Regions from separate parts of the Gossypium hirsutum genome. Here region 1 is linked to region 2. The links are chromatin contacts, called in public Hi-C maps. All regions are on one chromosome and are shown on one strand. The core of a region is the stretch at or near the end of the contact, and the rest is flanking DNA. Distances in the headings are between cores, read along the strand shown. Region 1 has its middle 8.0 kb from the start of LOC107928161. Region 2 has its middle 9.0 kb from the start of LOC107928142.

Region 1 (3,874 bases), core at 306-2,805, 300 kb before region 2:
ACCATGATCTTTCTCGAGATCTTTCGTTGAAGACGAAGAAATCACAGCATTCCAGGGATTTTCTTATAGTTTGTTCAGACATATCTAGTTTTAGCATTTTAAATGATTTTCATTAGTTGTGGAGAATAAATTTTAAATTAGCTATCATAATGTTTTGTATTTTCAAAGGAGTATTTTATGTAATATAACAAATAAATAGGGATAATTTAGGTATTATAAATAATTTAAATAATTTAGTGCAACTATATACATGAAATTTCATTAGATGGGCAAGTCGCGGCCACGTCAGCGCGCTTTGCTGACGTGGCAACAAATCGCCCCCTCGTGGACGCGATTTGTTGCCACGTCAGCAAAGCGCGCTGACGTGGACGCGATTTGCCGGAAAAGGCCCATTCCGGTAAATAATAAAATACCGGGCCCATTTCGATAATTTTTTAAAAAATAAGCTTTTTTTGGTAGATTGCCCGCATAAATTCAATCCTCAAAACTATTAAAACCATCGTTTTAAGAGAAAATAGAGCAGATTACTGTCACCATTGCTACTTTTGAAGAAAGTAGAACAAACTTTATTTGTAACTGGCTGATCTAAACTAATTAAGTCCATTATAAATGTAGTGGGTCAAATATCTACAATTTTTTTTGCTTTATTCAAATCCAAATTAACAAAACTACCTATATATTTCAATTTATTTATTATCCTCAAATAATCTGAGTGATATTATTTAAATCTGAATCTAAATTGAATATTATTATTTGTCGGATACCATTAGAAATGACTTAACTCACTAATTGATATCTTGCTATACTTTTTTTCTCATCTTGGTACCTAAATTTTTTTTGCCAAAAATGGTACTTAAACTAGTTTTTTTTTAAATCAGTTCCTTCGTTCAATTGTTAGTCAAACCACTAAGTCTATTTAAAAATAAATGCTTAACCCACATATTAGTTTCTAAACTATACCTTTTCCCCCAAATTGATACTTAAATTTTTTTATCACAAGTGTACCTAAACTATTCTTCCGTTACTCATTTTACACCAAAATGTTATATCCATTAAAAAATTCCAATCAATAATAGACTGTCACATTATATAAACAATTCTTGACTTAAATCACTAAATACAAACAAATATTATAAGCAAGGGGAGGGGATATTATTTTAAAGAAATTGATTGATTTTTTAGAATTAGTATTGAATTAATAAAATGTGTAAATGTTGAGAGTTAAATTTATCATTATACTTAAATTTATCATTATACAAATAAAAAAAAGACCACACTAACATTTCATTAATAATTCAAAGGAGGAGTAACAAAAAAAAATATTAATAATGTTAGTGATGAAATTGAAAATTTTTGAAATTTGGTTACCAGAACAAAAATATGCTAATATTTAGATGACCAATAATGTAATTTACCTTTCTTACCATACACTCTTTCCCTCTCTTTTTTATAATCCTAAAACCAAAATAATTAAATACAAGAAATGGATCGTACTAGGCCTTGGCGAGGCCCAATTTACATGATCCTTAATGGTCTTGGGCACCAGTGCTCAGGTCCCTAGATTTTATTATTGCCTTAGCCCTTGACGTATATATATATGCCTTTAATTATAAATTTCATCCCTCATCTTTTTTAAAAATAAAAATTCAACCCTCATTTTAATTTGTCTAGTCTTTGTTCTTTACAAAAATTGAAAATTGAATGCAATTAACTAACATTGTTCATCTTTACCGTTAAATTGCTAATTTGGGAATAAACATTTCTACCTTTTATATGCACAAAAAATAAAAATCAAAGGTTTTATTAGGGATCAACATTTTGTTAATTCAATTAATTTGACTTTTATATACCGATTATAAAATAAAATGACCAAACCATTAAAACTGAATAAATCAAATCGATTTAAGGGAAAAATGAAAGTTTCGGTTTGGTTCAATTCAGTTCGATTAGTTTATCAATTTTTTGGATTTCTTTTAAGATTTATTTATACAATAAAAGGTTTTAAGGTTTTATTTTTAATTAATTGATTTTTAATTTTTTGTTAGGTGTTGGGTATTTTTGGGTTAGATTGGTTTTGGGTTGGGTATTTGGATATTGGATTTAGGTTTATTTAATTAGTTTATCCAGTTTTAATATCCAAAATCGATAGCCAATCGAATAAGTCGTCTGAAATGAGTAAGCTAACCGAATTAATCAAGTAACCGAACAAATTGATTTATTTCAATTAGATCAGTTAAGTTTGTTTGTAATTTGGTTTAACCGGTTACTTGTTCACCCTTATATTTAACAATATATATAAAATAAATTAGTAAAAATAAATAGTTCAATTTTATGTGTTTACCCACAACTTGACTAACTTCTTAGTCTTCGTAAAGTACATAGAGGGACTAATTTTCAATTCTCGTAAAGTGAAAGGACTAAATTCATAATTAGACAAAAAAATATCTAAAAAATGATGAAATGTTAGATAATGCTTAAGTAATGTCTCGAGTGTGATCCAAGCCTTGAATCTATTCCCCCTCCCACAACAACGAATTTTGTATTTGACTATTATGAACTAATTTGACTTATTTGTTTGGAACGAAAGTGGGGACTTTGTTTTCTTCATATGAATTGATAGCAAGGACTGCTTTTAATTGTTGCTACTATGACATGAGGATCTTTTTCTGACCTCTTCAAAGGATTCTTAGGAATCTGTATAATCTGTTTAATATATATATAAATTTAGAAAGGCTTGTATGTGTCGATTGAATATTAATTCGATTGGTATGGGCATTATTACCAATGCAAGAAGACATAGGTTTGAGTGCGTTGAAGTGCATTATCCTCTTATTTATAGGTTGGGAGGGGCTATAGATAGTTCTAGACATAATATTAAAAAGAAATATACGATTAGAACGTTGTTAAAAAAAAAAAGAAACCGTTGTATGTGGAAGATAGATTTTGTATCAATTTTGCAACACCAAATGTTTTAAGTACATTTGCCTAAAACTAGAGTGTGTGAAAATGACTTGCACATTATAGGTATATGGCTGAATGGAAATGGGGCCTGAGGTTGTTGGTGCAGGGTTGAAATTCCAGTTAAGCTTTGCACTAATAATAAGTTACTTGGAGTCCGACTCTTTACTTTTCTTGAAATACTCATTTTTCGGTATTTATAACCAGCGTAAAAACATGATTTTTAAATATACATAAAAGCTTAAGAAAATTTGGTCATACTCATAGTGGCGAAGCTATAAATTTCTTTTAGGGTATCGGAATTAAATTACATATTTTTATGAGAATTAAAATGTAATTTCATCATTTTATTAGCTTATAGCTTTATAATTTTTAAAAGATTAAATAAAAATCTTATCTTTTCTGGAGATCAAAGTATAATTTTATCATGTGCTAATATATAATTTTTCATTTTAAGAGCCGCTTAAGCACTTGCGAATCCTCTAGTGCAGACCCTGCAAAGTCGTGATGGAAACAAATCTGTTAACAATAATTACACCTAAATTTGAATAAACAGCTCTAGATTTAAAGGTGTGGTTCTAGTTTAAGATACATAATTTGCAATATACAGTTATGTTTTTTTTCCCTTTGCAATTGTTAAAATTTCAAGCTTACCATTATTACAAAATCTAGCTACCTCTTAATGTCTTAATGCTGTCAAATGTTGCTTTAGATACACTATTGATTTGGTTTTTTTGTTTTCAATCGTGCTTAAATAGTAGTATGGATTTATTTATTTTTTTTCAAATTTTAATTAAGCTCTTATCAAAATAAAATCAAATTATTCGAATTCAACTTAATTTAAGTTAAAAAATAACTTTTTTTGGCCAAAAATAATAAAATTTAAGATGTTAAGAGAGTTGAAGATGAAAAGCGA
Region 2 (3,782 bases), core at 792-3,291:
ACAAAATCTATAATGGTTCCCTTTATTTATTTATTTAATTTCCTTCAAACAAGTTTTTTTTTTTTAACTTTAATATTTGCAAGGTATTTGTAAGTTTTAAATTTTAGCTACTATATTTTAAATTTTTATTTTGAGATATTGTATTTTTGTAATTTTTTTTATTTAAACATTTTTATATTTTTGTCTCATATTACAATTATAAAAAATCAAATAAATTTTTAACCCTCAATGTTTACTATTATTGTTAATTTGTTTTTTTTTTACTTTTTAAAGGTGCATAAAAAAAATTTAAAAATTTTTATATTTTCAATAACAAAGTCCTTTAAAAGTATAATATTTTTAAAAATTCATTTAATAATTCAAAATTTTATAAAAATATAACTAATTTCAAAAAGTACAAAAAAAAGAAGTTGTTTACTTCTTTTATAGTAATAAGGTAAATTTGAGCTATTTGTTTAGTCATAATTAAATCGAATTTCAATATAATTTTCTAATTAAATTATTTTAAAAAATTTGTTCAATTTCGATTTTGAAAGGTACTGAATGAATAGCTCAGACTTTGGAGAGATCGTATTTCTAGAGTTGTCTATGACCAGGCTGACTTGGTCAAAGAGTTATTGTCCACGAGCTAGCCCAACTCTAATTTAAATAAAGTTTTTTCAATTTTTAAAATATAATTATAAAAATATATTGAATATTTGAGCTTCTTAAAAGCAATACTAAACATATTTTATGTTAATTTATATGAATGTCTTCTCTGGAAGTTGTAAGTGCCTCTGAATCTCGTTCGGCCGATGATCGAGAAACGATAAAATTTAGGTTTAAAAAATATAGTGGGGTTGAGGATGTTGAAATGCTAGAGGATTTGGACTCACCATCAAAGGGCTCGGATTCGCCAACAAAGGTCTCTTGGAAGTAGATGTTTATCGGAAAAGGGGAACAGAATCAAGATGAAAATCTTAAATCTCTTGGTAAGAATTGTGATGGAGATCTTGAATTTCTGGAAGGTGACATTAAAAAGTCTATGGTTAACGATATCCCGACTATTGAATTTTCGGAACGTATTCAACAAATCATATTCAAGGATATGGAGACTACGATAGTGCTGAAATTACTGGGTCAGAATATTGATTTCGCAACCTTATTCAATAGAATCAGTAGTCTATGGCGTCCAACGAAACCGTTCCATCTAATGGATATAGAGAATGACTATTTTTTGGCTAAACTTCAATGCATAGAGGATTATAACAAAGCTCTTTCGCAAGGGCCTTGGATTATATATGGACAATATCTCATTGTTTAGCCATGGACAAAGTACTTCAGTCCCATGAAATCTTACCCAAGTATGGTTTTGGCGTGGATTAGGTTATTGGGTCTACTGTGATTCATGTATATAAGGAGAATTTCGGAAGAAGTTGGAGGCTTGGTGGGCAAGGTGGTCAAGTTTGACCTTAATACTGATAGCAAAACAAGAGGTTGTTTTGCTAAAATGGTTGTGTTCGTTGATCTCGATAAACCTCTTCTTTCTAGTTATGGTGAACAAAGAGATACAAAGGGTCGAGTATGAAGCCTTACCGACTATTTATTTTTCTTGTAAGAAATATGGTCATTTTAAGGATTAATGTACTTTATCGGTAGTAGAAAAAAGCACTGTGACTGAGGAAGTCAATAGAAAAACGGATGTGGTGGATTCGATGATTAGGGACAAGGGACAGACGTTCAAACTATGGATGGTGGTGAAATAGAAATCTCGGAAGGGCTAGAGGGATTTGCGAAACCAAAGGGGAGAAAATCAAGAAAATACTAGATTGGGGTCGAGATTTTTGGTCTTGAATAGGAAGGAAAATCTGGTCTTAAGGGAAGATAGGATTTCGAGGGGTTTTGCTAAGGAAACTAATAATAATGAGGGAATAGTGTCACGTTTATTGGACGAAAAAAGGTAGGTGAGACGATTTTGCCGGTGGACTATACCAAAGAATGGACTATTCCTTTTGTTAATAAAAATAGGGCTGGTGAGGCATCTGGGCTTATAAATGGATCTGTGGGTCATGTTTTAATGGAGGAAAGCTCGAATTTTAATGTTATTAATACAAGCCATAAGGATTCTTTAGTGGATCCAAAAATTCAAACTAAGAAAATTAAGACAACTAGGTTGAATTTAAAAGATGGTGACGATTTGGGCTTGCGGTCTATGGGGCAAGTTGCTAAGGAATTAGTTTTTGAGAAGTTTAAAAAGGGTGGTCCAAGAAAAGAGTCATCTAACCCACTTTCGATTGGGTCTAGTTCAAATAAAGGTCATTTTAACAAGTGTGATAAAATTCTTTTAGAGACGCGTGAGCAGTCTGCTGAAACTAATTTGAATGAGACCATTTTGGGGCTTAACAATCGAAGAGATCCGTCTTGATTTATTTCGATGAAGTATGCTAATCCATTAAATAATTCTGAATTGACTACTTTACACTTTAATCCCACTTTTGAAAAGTCAGAAGAGATTATGGTTCAATTAGATGGTAAGGTTCTAGATATAGGAAAACACACTGCAATCATTTTAAAAATAGAAATATAACCAATAAAAAAATCTGGGAAATGAGACGAAAGCAAGGTTTAATTACAAAAGTCGCGGATTGTTTTGAATTTGATGGAAGAAATTATAGCGGAAAAAAATTGAAGAAGACTATCCGTAGTCATGGAAATAGTTTTAAATCTGTTGGGAATGCTCGAGTTCAGCTGTCAGATTCTATGAATTCTTTGGTTGGCTTATTTAATGATCACATTGGAAAGGAAAATATTAAAGGTTCAGAAGTCTCAGAAGAAGTGCAGAAAATTGAGCATTTGGGCTCAAATTAGTAAGTTCGTCTTTTTTTAATTTTTATATATATTTATGAATTTGACGGTTTTTTCATGGAAATGTCAAGGGTGTGTCAGTGCAAAATTTCTTTGCAGTTTTCGTGAATATAGCAGAGAACACAAACCTGACATTGTTAGTTTGTTGGAAACAGTAGTAAGTGGTCTTAAAGCTAACAAGATTATTTCTAGCTTGGGTTTTCAGTTTTCTCATAGGGTGCAGGCTATTGGATTTTCTGGAGACATCTAAATAGGTTGGAAAGAACCACTTTCCATTAAGGTTCTATGTAATAATCCTCAATTTATTTGTGTTCGAGTTCTTAGTAGTGGTATTGTTATACCTATTCATATTGCCTTTGTGTATGGGAGTCTCGATAGATAGAAAAGAAGGAAAGTTTAGGAGGACCTTCTAGCTGTTATCCCGACAGATAATACTCATTGGATCACTATTGGTGATTTTAATACTTTACTTTATTCTAGTGAGAAAAAAGAAAGACGCTGATTTGGGAAAGGTTGCCCTATTTTTAATGATTTTCTTGAAGTGTCTAATTTACAAGATTTAAGTTTCAGGGTGCCCCTATTCACTTGGTATCAGGGTGGGTTATCTAAGAGACTTGATAGAGCTATTGGGAATGACAAGTGGGTGAGAATTTCCCGCATTGATCAGTCACTCATCTCCCAATAATCAAGTCAAATCACAGACCTCTACTTTTATCTCTCAGTCCAAGAGTTACATTGCCCAAAGGTCGTCCTTTCAAATTTCTTGCTGGATGGGTTGAACACTCTAATTTTTCGGAGTTTGTTAAAGAGAAGTGGTGCATGAAAGGTAACATCGTTGACTCCCTAAATAATTTTTTTGAGAATATTGAAATTTGAAATAAATCTATCTATGGTATTATGGGTCCGTAAGAGGTATTTGATGCAAAGGTTATCTAATA

Evidence for each region. Hi-C and Micro-C count contacts between places; a contact is called where the count stands out from the background.
Region 1: a Hi-C map of leaf shows a contact between it and region 2, with 3 times the contacts expected there. The contact joins two enhancer-like sites. A contact is called at or near these places in 3 of 34 Hi-C or Micro-C datasets (hypocotyl and leaf).

The regions. Positions count from the first base shown.
Region 1 is chrD01:62,291,627-62,295,500 of Gossypium_hirsutum_v2.1, reverse strand. No RefSeq gene overlaps it. Among protein-coding and RNA genes, the nearest start is that of LOC107928161, 8.0 kb to the left of the region's middle. Within about 2 kb of position 1,555, at least 2 of the 9 cell types and tissues checked have an H3K27ac peak or open chromatin away from gene starts, as enhancers often do. A contact at or near this core is called in leaf, where this site is marked.
Region 2 is chrD01:61,987,705-61,991,486 of Gossypium_hirsutum_v2.1, reverse strand. No RefSeq gene overlaps it. Among protein-coding and RNA genes, the nearest start is that of LOC107928142, 9.0 kb to the right of the region's middle. Within about 2 kb of position 2,041, at least 8 of the 9 cell types and tissues checked have an H3K27ac peak or open chromatin away from gene starts, as enhancers often do. A contact at or near this core is called in leaf, where this site is marked.